2 separate regions of the Muntiacus reevesi genome follow, and region 1 is linked to region 2. Evidence: chromatin contacts called from public Hi-C data. All regions are on one chromosome and are shown on one strand. Each heading gives the region's core, a stretch centred on a gene start, on an enhancer-like site or on the middle of the called end of the contact. The rest is flanking DNA. Distances are from core to core; before and after follow the strand shown.

What was found. Hi-C and Micro-C count contacts between places; a contact is called where the count stands out from the background.
Region 1: a Hi-C map of muscle shows a contact between it and region 2, with 5 times the contacts expected there. The contact joins the promoter of CXXC1 here to the promoter of C4H18orf32 in region 2. A contact is called at or near these places in 2 of 3 Hi-C or Micro-C datasets (blood and muscle).

What each region holds. Positions count from the first base shown.
Region 1 is chr4:47,588,490-47,594,601 of mMunRee1.1, forward strand. CXXC1 (CXXC finger protein 1) reads right to left here and starts at 3,640. Exons shown (of 14, transcript XM_065932731.1): 1 at 3,423-3,640; 2 at 2,482-2,600; 3 at 2,279-2,379; 4 at 1,782-2,017; 5 at 1,512-1,697; 6 at 784-1,029; 7 at 279-386; 8 at 1-171. The coding sequence starts at 3,425.
Region 2 is chr4:46,821,415-46,826,880 of mMunRee1.1, forward strand. It overlaps C4H18orf32 (chromosome 4 C18orf32 homolog), which reads right to left and starts at 1,281. Exons shown (of 3, transcript XM_065932683.1): 1 at 1-1,281. RPL17 (ribosomal protein L17) reads right to left here. Exons shown (of 7, transcript XM_065932682.1): 2 at 4,975-5,027; 3 at 4,841-4,881; 4 at 4,259-4,393; 5 at 3,904-4,002; 6 at 2,628-2,819; 7 at 1,395-1,589. The coding sequence starts at 5,014. The coding sequence ends at 1,542. LOC136168090 (small nucleolar RNA SNORD58) reads right to left here and starts at 2,578; the gene lies at 2,515-2,578. It overlaps LOC136168093 (small nucleolar RNA SNORD58), which reads right to left and starts at 4,159; the gene lies at 4,091-4,159. It also overlaps LOC136168091 and LOC136168092.

The DNA of each region.
Region 1 (6,112 bases), core at 2,390-4,889, 770 kb after region 2:
CATGCCGCAGTCATCGGAGCAATACTTGGAGCCAGGCTGGGCGGCGCGCACGCAGCCAGGCCCCAGGCACTGCGGCAGCGACGCGGGGTCCTTGGCGTCGGCCCGCTCCGGGTGTTTCCATTTGTCCTTGTGCTTCTGCTTCTGTCGATGGCGCTTATATCTTTCGTCCTTCTGTGGGACGACATGCGTGGGGTCAGGGCAGGGCTAAAGTCGCCCCCGGACCCCTGATGCCCCCGGAGCCCCAGCCCGTCCCCTCCCCACACCCACCACCCTGTCACCTTCTTCTCTGACTTCTTCTCCCGCCGCTTCACGTGCTTCACTTTCACCGCCCTCTTCCGCAGCGCCGGGTCCAGGAACGGGGACTCCTCCGTGTCGCTCATCCAGGGCTGCCAGTGAGGCAAACGCTGATTCTCCTGCGCTCCTGGTGGCCTCCCCACGACCTACTCAGTGCCCACATCAACCTTCCATACCCTCTGCCTCCTCTCTCCTCATTATGGATACTCTCTGCTTCTGTAACCTCTACTTGATGCAAAGAACTGACTCGTTTGAAAAGGCCCTGATGCTGGGAAAGATTGAAGGCAGGAGAAGGGGACGACAGAGGATGAGACGGTTGGATGGCACAACCGACTCGATGGACATAAGTTTGAGTAAACTCGGGGAGTTGGTGATAGACAGGGAGGCCTGGCATGCTCTAGTCCACGCGGTCGCAAAGAGTCCGACACGACTGAGCAACTGAACTCAACTGGACTGACCCTTCCACCATGGGACGCTCTGCCTGCTCACCAGGCTGTGGTCATCGAAGGCCCCTGCACAGAAGTCCTGGTACAGCTCAGAGTCCAGTGGGAGGTCCTCGTCCGAGAGCGGCTCGGGTGTCGCCGTGGCCTCCGGTGGCTCCTTGACTGCCGCAGATGCCACTGCCCCCTCGTCCTCTCGGAGGCGCCCCAGCTTCTGCGACGGCTGCGGCTGCGGCTGGGTGGGCAGAGGCCGGCGAGGCCTTGGCAGGGACTCTGAGGGCGTCACCGGCGAGAGCTGCGGGGCAGAATCTCAGGACTGGCCCTGACCGCCCTGCCCGCATGCCCCGCCCGCCCTGGGGGGCTGGACTCACCGAGGAAGGGAAGTACTTGTACGATTCCTGTGCCGGCAGGAGGAAGGCCCAGGTCAGCCCCAGGTGGAGGGAGGGGGGCCCTGCCCTCGCCCTGCCAAGTGCCTGACCACACGCACCAGCCCTGCCTCACCTCCCCAGACACACCAGCCTGCCCGCAGCTCAGCAGCAGGACACCCTGCCCCAGCCAGGCCCGACCACCTAGAAATGCCTGGTCCTACCCTGTCGACCTGGGGGTGGGGGCTCCCCTGCCAGCCCGGCTCATCTGGTCACACCCTGCTCATCTGGACAGGACAGGCCGCTTGCCACCTGTCTGAACGCGGTTAGACCCCACCCTGCCTGCCCCTGCCGGCTCTTCCTGGACACGCTGGCCCCCCGCCTGACCCCGCCCAGCTCTGCCCATGCTCACCCGGGCCCGAAGCTGGCACTGACGCAGCCGGCACTTCTGCCGGATCTTGTTGGGGCCCCCAAACTTCTTCATGTCTCGGCAGAAGTCGCAGTGGCCACAGTCCTCCGTGCGCCGGCAGGCCTCGCACTCGCCACACATGCGGGCTGATCGTTTGACCTGCTGCTGCTGCTGCTGCTGCTGGTGATGCTGGCGGAGGGGCCCGGAACTCAGGAACCAAGCAGGGCCTCGGAGGGGAGCCCCTCACCGATCCCAGCCATCGCCGCCACTCACCTGGCTGGGCGTGGCCACCAGGGGCTGTGGAGAGGATTTGTGGGGCGAAGCGGATCCCCGAGCAAGCATGGCCCCAACCCCTGTCCCTGCCCCTGGCCTGCGCTGCAGGTCCGGATCCGGGGCAGGCCTCTTGCGCCCTCCACCCTCATCCCGGGGCTCACTGCCGTCTCGCTCGGAGCTATCTCGCTCCCGCGACTTCTTATGCCGGTAGCGGATCTCCAGCTTGGGGTCCTTCTCTGTGGGGCAGAGGGCAGGGCCAGTGGGGGTTGGCATGGGGGGACCTCGAGGGGCCCCAGAACTCTTTCTTCCTCCCTCTTCTGGCCCACCCACCGGCTCTGTCTCCCTACTGCAAGGCAGAGCTGCCCCTTCTATCATAGCTCACAGGGCACCGACCCGCAGTCACTCTGCTCACGGCCACCCATCCACTGCTCCCCACGACCCACCCTCCCATGAAGGCTCCTCTTCCTCCCTCGAAGCCCCAGCTGCCTGCCCCTCACCTCGGCACTCCCGACAGTACCACTCTCGGATGGCCTTGGCCATCTTCTCAGTGATCCGGATGCAGTCCCCGTGAAACCATTCATTGCAGTTGTCACACCCGCTGCGGAGGATGAGGCGAGTGATGGGAGACGTGAGGGGCGGGACCCACTGGCCTCACCCCACCAGGCCAGGTGTCCGTCCCGCCCGCCTCTCCCGGGCTCACATCATGAAGCAGTTGATGTCTGGTTTGCGGCAGATGCAGTAGATGGGCGCATTCTCCCCATTCTCGGACTTGCTGTCCTCCCCGGCGTCTGGAGGCTCTGGATCTGAAGCGTCGCCCTCCTGTGGGACCCGCCCCCCCATCATGGCACCTCATCCTACTAGTACAGGCCCATCATGGCTCACCACACATCTCAAGTCTCCCAGTGCAGACTTCCCACCAGAGCTCCTCATTAAATCTCTCCATCGGAGTCCCTGTAGACCACTCCCCATCGCTCACCCATGACACCTCATTACTCTGCTTCTTCACTCTTGTCTCAGACTTTCCAGTCACTTACCCCACTGACACCCCCATCACTAGACACCCACTCATATAATGGCTCGCTGCAAACACCCTGCCACCCCCCACATTTTGTCCCTGTCATGGCTCTTCACGGGTGCCCCATCAAAGGCTCTCATAGGCACCACTTTATTCATTCGGCAGACTTCCCAGCACGGTGCCCTTAAGATTCCGGAGTGATCAACCTCACCGGCGGCCCCGCCCCCCTGGATCCCCGATACGGACTCATCACGGCTCCCTCCAGACTGCCCCAACACAACTCGTCGAAACTCCCCCCATCACTCTGCACAAAGAATCCCCCATCGGGACCCTCAAGGCACTACCATCAGGGATCCCCGCTAAACTTCCATTACAGACCCCCATGATGGCTCATCAGAGAACTCCCCGATGGTTCCCCCACGAGTAAAAATTCGGACCATCAGACCCCGTCATTCTACCCAGGGACCGTGGTTAAGGCTCACAACAGACCCTCCCCCCTCCCCCATTCTGCCTACAGTCCCTGGTTATGGATCACCACAGACCCCCACGAGCCTACCAATGGACTCCACCATTTCCTACCTCACTGACCTCTAACCGCCGACTCCCTCCTGGGACCGCGCACTTACCATCTCTCGGCTTCCGACGCACCCGTTCGCGAACCCCGCCAGCGACCCGCGAACCTGCACAGACCACTCGGCGGCGTCCGCGGCCGTTGCAAAGGCGCCCACAAGCACTTCCGCTTTTCCTGGTGCCTACCAGGCACCGTACTCCTACTGCGCAGGCCCAGTGCGTCGGTTCCGCGACACACAAGTTGTCTTCGCCCGGCTAGAGCTCTGACGGTCTCCGAGGTGCCGCCATCTTGACTACTGAGACCGTACGGCAGCCGAGTCCGTGTGTTCTCGGGAAACATGGCGGCGCCCGTAGTTCATCTTTACCATGGGCGCCGCCATCTTGCCTGCCGGCCTAGTCCGTAAAGCCACTACCTGTACGGCCGCTAAGTTTAGGCAATATGGTCGCCCCTACTGCGCGACTTCCATGCTGACGCCGCCATCGTGGAATCGTACGCTCAGTGGCAGCGTCCCAATCGGCCACCGAGAGGGCGCCGCCATCTTGCCGGTGGATTCTGGTGCCAGCAGCTGGTACTGCCTAGATGTCTATAGGGAAGCGGGCCTGCTTTTAGGAACACTACCTGGATTGAGTCAGTCTTTCCACTATTCAGTCATGTTTCCTTTCCGCGTCTACTAATGGACGTCTGTATACTGTGTGCCTTATGCTAGGAAGGAAAGCAGTCCCGTCGTTATGCCTCCCACATTACCTCTAAGGAAATTTTTGCCTATTAGGGGCAGGGGAAGCCCAGTCAGGCTTATATCTGATTTGGCCTAAACTTTATGTAAAACTGGAACAGCCTGACTTATGATCTGTCAAGTACACGTTGTACATTTGTTCTAACCACGGGGATTAGCGAATGTGTAAGGTATAGTTCCGGCGAGTCAGAAAAGGAAAGAGGACGTCAACCTTTATTCAGGCAAGGAGGGGCGACAGTCGGCTTAACCACCAGGCTGAGCGCTGAGATGGAGGCTCCATATTTATAGGGAGGTTTGTGGAAGCGATAAGGGAAACGTTAATCAGGCGGGAAATTTTGAGTATTCCTTTAGTTGAGATGACATTTGTAGTTGGGCAGGGGGTGACAAGTCTTCTGGGCAGGTGTAGGGGGTGGAAGGTTTCCGAACAGGGGGTGATAAGTCCCAGATGGATGCAACAGACCTGGAGCATCAGGGTGGAACTAAAGTTCTGTTTTGTTTTCTCCCAAGTTAGATGATTCAACAAGGGCCTTTGAGACTGTTGTTTTCTTTTCTAGGCCCAAAAGACTCCTTCGGAATGCCCACTTTCCGATAGGGAGAAATGCCTCCCTTTTGTGGTGAAGCAAACCTGCTTTCTCCAGTAATTATCCACTTACAGGAGTTTCCCATATTTTTCTACTTAGAATCCCCTACAGGGGGGATTAACTACTTAATCACCTATTTTTGTCCCTTCATTCTGTCCCTTATTATTCCTGTGACACCAATGCCAGCACTCCTTGGAGGATAAGGTTCCTGTCCCACATGCCAAGGTCATGTTCACTCACTATGTGTCTGCTAATTTGTAACTACACATGGCTGTTGAAACCTTGAAGGAACGTACCTCTGCCATGTTTGATGTATTAATATGTTCTTTTTTCTGATGCTGTATAAAACTGTTGAAAACTATGCTTCTCTAGAGTGCTTTCTTCCTTAGTGGAGGCTGCTGCGCTCCTGGGCCAGTCCTCAGCTTGGTTCAGATGAAAGTCTCTTCTGTTCTTTAATGTAGATTGTTTATTGATTGTGTTGACACCTCCCACCACTCTTTGCAGCTCACTCCTCCCAGCAGTGCCTTAGCCAGGCCTACCTGATGATTCAGCCTCTGGGCTTCTACAACAGCACTCATCCATCAGAATTAGGCAACAACTGAAGGCCATATACGATGGTGACCTGATCATCTCTGGTGAGAATGGCTGGACCAAAGTAGATTTTTAAATCAGCAACCACCAGCTTCATCAAGTCTTCCCTTGACTAGACACATTTGGGTTATTTAGCTGATAAGCACATTAAGAACTTCCTTGTCACAAGTAATAAACAGATAATAAAGCAGAAGCATTTATTATTTGTTACTTGTGACAAGGAAGGAGACAAGGAGATAGTTCTCAAAGCACTGTGTCCCTGGGGGCATTTTTAAGTTCAGCATGGAGGGAGGCATGATCATTATAATGAAGCAAAGGTTAGGCTAGTTTGCCCAAAACTGCAAGTAAGTAGGCACTCGGTTACTTGCTCTCACAGTAGTATCTTTTGACTGGAATGCACTATAACCTTTTTGAAACATCTAGTGGCTGCAACTTTCTGCAAAACAAAACTCACTGGTTTAAACCCATCCTATCCCTACTGCTCCCTAGCAAACACCCACCACCAGTGTAGATTATGCCCACTTCCTGGCGATGTCCACTTGGGTTCTCTTGTTTCATATGTATTCAGTTTTCTCTCCCATAAATTTAATTTAAAGTTTAAAAAAATTTTTTTTTAATTTATGTAATGTATAACAAAAGATCCTCAGACTGGAGAGGCAGACGTTTCCTCAGGGTAATGCGCTAACATGGGCAACCATGAAAATCAAATAAGATACAAAGTGTCAGTACAACCCCTCCCCCCAACACATACACAGCCTGAAAGGGGAGGTTGTGGTCATTATAAATGTCCTCATATCCACATTCAAAGCCAGAATGACTATTCATTTCCCGTTTAAGGGA
Region 2 (5,466 bases), core at 31-2,530:
ACGTAACGGGTCGCCCGCCGGGGGCGTGGACGACTTCCGGCGCGGCTGCGGCAGTCACTCGAGCCTGCCGGCGAGGTGGAAGCACTCGCTTTCTCAGGTGCTCCGTCGCCGAGCAACACCCACGACGCTGGGCCCGGAGGATGGCGCCTTTGCGAGCGGCTCACCACCTGTGTGAAAGCTTGCTTCACAGTGACGGCTAGCATGTTTTCGAATGCAGCTGTGACTGAGCTCATCCTCTTTAGTCGCTAGGTCTCCGACTTTTTGCGACCCAATGGACTGTAGCCGGCCAGTATCCTGTCCGTAGGATTTCCCGGCCAAGAATTCCGGAGTGGGTTGCCACTTCCTTCCCCATTTTAAGACCTGCTACAAGGGTCTTAAATTCCAGAGCACGGAAAATTAACATTCAAGTCGATTTCGAGGGATTTATCTTACAAACAATGGCCGTACCACTTCAACTCCCACTGGGACAGCTGCTATCAGCTAGGCTTTGATTGCTCCTGGGCTTCCCTGGTAGCTCAGCTGGTAAAGAATCTGCCCGCATTGCGGGAAACCTGGGTTTGATCTCTGGATTGGGAAGATCCCCTGGAGAAGGGAACGGCTACCCACTCCAGTGTTCTGGCCTGGAGAATTCCATGGACTGTAGTCTGTGGGGTCGCAGAGTCGGACACGACTGAGCAACTTTGACTGATCCTACATTGTGGTAGCTCAAACAGTAAAGAACCTGCCTGCAACGCAGGAGACCAGGCTTCAATCCCTGGGTTGGAAAGTTCCTCTGGAGAAGGGAATGGCAGTCCACTCCAGTATTCTTGCCTGGAGAATTCCACGGACAAATAAGCCTGACAAGCTACAGTCCGTGGGGTCAGAGTCGGACACGACTGGGCAGCTAACACACATATTGCAGGTGGCACAGTAAATGCTACTGTTTTAGGAGTCCTGCAGGTCCTCCGATGTTCACTAAATTCAATCCCTGGGTCAGAAGATCCCCTGGAGGAAACCCATTCCGGTATTCTCGCTGGGATAATCCAATGGACAGAGGAGCCTGGCAGGCTAGTCCCTGAGGTTGTATAGAGGAGGACACCAATGAAGCTAACACCTCACGCCAGAACAAAAACCCTGAAAAAAAAAACATGCTAAGTCAAAGCATTGTGATTTAGATGAAAAGTCCAGAATAGGCAAATCAACATAAGTATAAGCTCAGGGCTGGATTGGGTTAGGAGGAGACAGTCAACCACTGCTAAGGTTTCTCTTTGGGATACTGAAAAGCCTCTAAAACCCCAGTTATGGATGCATAACTAAATACAGTAAATGCTATTTCAGTAGCAGACTTAGGGTGCTTTAAGTTAAAAAAAAGTAGGTGGAAAAGAGTCAGAAATTTTCCCATGTTCTCAATTCCATTTTATATGAAGTACCAAAAGATGCAAAGAGCCTGTTTATTAACATAAATAATCATTTGATCCATTTTGTGGTTAACACTTGAAATACATTTACTAATTAAGACAACCAACACTTTTACTTTTATTTGCATTTATTTTCTGCGGCATTTATTCCCGGGCCATAAGTTTTTGTTTCTTCAGTTTCTTCTGGGATATCTGGGGTAAAGGAAAAATAAAAGCACTATTAGAAGAATGATTCCAGGAGAAACACACATCTTAAAGAGGAAGTTGTATCTCAATGAAGGTAATCGGAAATTTCATCATAAAGGGAATGAGTCCTTTGGCACAGAGAAGTGGCATGGAGAGAAAGGCAGCCAGGAAGAAATTAGAGCATTAAGAAGAGAATGAAGACTACAGGCTGGCAGCCCAGCTGGAAAGAACCAAGTGGCAAAAAAGGATGGAGGATAATATGAGAAAATCAACAGAAGACAGATTCATTAGGATTTGAGTCATCCCCGGGCTCCAGGCTAAAGAACTAAATATAATCATTTATATTTCTTGGAGATAGGGGCTGCAGGGAGGGGGTGCCCTGTTCCAGATAAATTACATCTGAAGTGGTCATGGCCATCTAGGTGTGGACATCAGCATATAATCACACAGTTTTAACACACTGAACAATACGAAATTCCCACTCGCTGTTAAGAAACTAATGAGGATAAGAAAGCTGTGGTACATATACACAATGGAATATTACTCAGCTATTATATTCGAGACAGCAAAAGAGCCACAGATGTAAATAACAGACTTTTGGACTCTGGGAGAAGGCAAGGGTGGGATGATTTGAGAATAGCACTGAAACACATATATTATCATACATGAAATATATCGCCAGTGCAGGTTTGATGCATGAGACAGGGTGCTCAGGGCTGGTGCACTGGGATGACCTCGAGGGATGGGGTGGGGAGGGAGGGTCAGGATGGGGAACACATGTACACCCATGGCTGATTCATGTGAATGTATGGCAAAAAACCACAATAATGTAAAGTAATTGGCCTCCAATTAAAATAAAAATCTTCCAAGATTAAAAAAAAACTAATGAGACTTATGAAAGCCAAAATAAAATGATTATAAGAGGTTGGTGGTTGCTCAGAATAGCTTCCTTTCATGGTTATTCCAAAGGTGTCCTAAGTTAGTCATCACAGCAACCACAATCTAATACACCAAGTGAAACAGAGCAGAGACCAAGTAATTTACCTTTTTCTTCTGTGCAACCTCCTCTTCTGGTTTAGGAACAATCTGTTCTTTTTCAGTAAGGATCATCTCAATGTGGCAGGGAGAGCTCATGTAGGGGTTGATCCGACCGTGAGCTCTGTAAGTCCTGCGCCGCATCTTGGGGGCTTTGTTCACTTGGATGTGCTCAATGACCAGAGAATCTACATCTAAGCCCTGGGAAAAGGGAGCAAAATCATGTAACATTTAAAAAAAATTTTAAATCAGGTAACACCTTTATCTTAACACCACAAACTGTATCACTCAAGTCCTTATGACTTTAAATAGCACATTTATTTTTATTTAAAATTTCATTCTAAGTTCCCTCCCTTAAATCTAAGTAATTACCAAAATTCAGTGCTGGTAATTGCCCCTATTTTATAAGTGGTATTCATTAGGGAGCAGAGTTACAAGAATCTCAAAGGATCTATATCTAAGCTTGATTTTGACAGCAAGGCTTAGCAGCTAGAAGGGCTACAGCTAACAGACCTACACTAATTCCAGTTCTAACCCAGTTTTCCAAATGCAAAATGGTAAAGGATAACTGCTCAAATGGATAAATTTGTTTAGTTGGCATAGGATTTGTTCAATTACATACTGCTGTTTTGACCTCTGAAATTTAACATCTCTCCATTATGAATGTAGGCAACAAACCACAGGCCAATCATATGATTCCTTTCTAACTGTATTTATTTGTATTTAAATATACCCTGTGAAGGGGTTCACAAACCTCAGTATAAAAAAGGCCTCCCTGGTGGCTGAGATGGTAAAGAATCTGCCTGCAATGCAGGACACCTGGTTCAATCCCACTCCAGCATTCTCGCATGGAGAACTCCATGGACAGATGATCCTAGCAGGCTACAGTCCATGGGGCCGCAGAGCTGGACACCACTGAGCACTAACCTTTACAGCACAAGATTACAAACCCTTGGTAAAATACTCAAGGAAAAAAAAAAGCATCTCTCTTGCATGTACTGGCATTATGTCTCTGTGTGTGTGTGTGTGTAGGGGGGGTAATTCTAGAGTCTTAGGCTTGAAATTACTGCAGACCGCGCTCCTGAAACGCTGTATAAACAAAAATTTTTTCCTGTTGGAAATTGAAAGTAGAGATTTAAAAGAACCTTTTTAATGGGAACTCTTGCTACTTTCATCAAGTCAATCAAAGAAAAAGCAAGTCAACCAAGGAAATAGATCCAGACAACAACTGTAACTGAGTTAACAATCCAAGTTGCATGTATAAAGATGCTTATAGTGTGGGTACCTTAAGTTCAGCATTACTCTCTGCATTTTTGAGCATGTGTAGTAAAAATTCAGCACTCTTTTTGGGCCACCGACCCTGCGTCCAGCCCCACTGTTTGGCCTAAAAAACAAAACCAGAGAGTTTATTAGTAATTTGCCTCAATTTAAATCAATGTTACAAGATGAAATTTACTTCAACCTACATCAAGGTTGTTCAGAACATTGTTTTTTTTTTCATGGTTAATCCAAAGGTGTCCCAAAGACTGTTATCACAGCAACCATAAGGAGCCTCAGTAAAGGAGGACAATGGCCATTTTTACTCCATCTACTCCCTTCCCTAACAAATTGTCTTTTAAATGACAACTATGAATTCTTACCTGTGCACACCTACCAACTCCACCATTGTAACGACGGAATGGCACACATTGCTTCTTTAAAGTGACATCCTTCAGATACTTGGTGGCTTTTCGGATATGCATACCCTTTATGGCCTGGGCAGTCTCACGAGTGTTCTAAACATAATAACGTAAGCTGTCAGATTTAAACAAATTCCAGTATTTTCAACGTGTCAACCTTTATCAAGAGCCAAATACCTTCCATTCTTGAAACATAATACAAAATCTGTTATGAACCAGGGAGACTTGGTTTGAAGGTGGAGAAATGTGAACCCTAAACATGTTTATTCACTGTTAATATTTCTCCATTATCTTGTAAACTACAATTACGTTTCCCATAACTTGATCTGTGCACTAGGTTCTCAAGCAGTTCTCTGGTAATTTTACCCAATTCCACAAATCCTAAATCAAAGTGTTCACTAAAAGGTGGCTGCTCAGAAATGATTTATTTTCATGGTGAATCCAAAGGTGTCCTAAGAAACACATCATCGCAGCTACCTTTTTAGAACGGTTAAAAAATACTCAAGGAACAATGCTTTCAGAACATAACTACGATTCACCTACCTTAAAGTGAACACGAAGATTTGAACCTCTTGATTTGCATGCTAAAAAATACGGTGAAAAAAATTTATTTTTGGTTAATCTTGGTATCTGGGTGCCTTATACTCCAAAATAAGAAATGTTGCTTGCTCACTTACATTTTGTGGGGTTTTCTGGGTCGAGTGAATAGCGCACCATTTTTAAGGGTCAGCTGGAAGCAAGAATAACTGTCAACATATATTTATAGCAACTCACAGTTTAACATTTATGTACTATAAACTGTCCACAGCTGCTCAGAGAGTAGTTGTTTTCATGATTAATCCAAAGGTGTCCTAAGAAATGCCATCATCGCAGCCATCCTCTCAATCCAGTTTCATCTCATCTACAATAACCAGCTGCCTACAGCAACGTTGACACTACTAAGACTAGTGACACGGATGCCCTTCCCTTAACCCTCTGGAAGAAAACACAGCCTGTTTCCATCCAAATCTGGATTCAAGTATCCGTGCCGAGGAGCCCAGCGCCCTGCTCAGCATCAGATCCTTCAAGTCTGATCAGTCAGTTAACTCGACCCAAGGACATGCTCCCTCTACAGAAACCTCCTTTACTCACAGATTCACAAGAAAGCCAAGCTTTCCACACACTTTAGG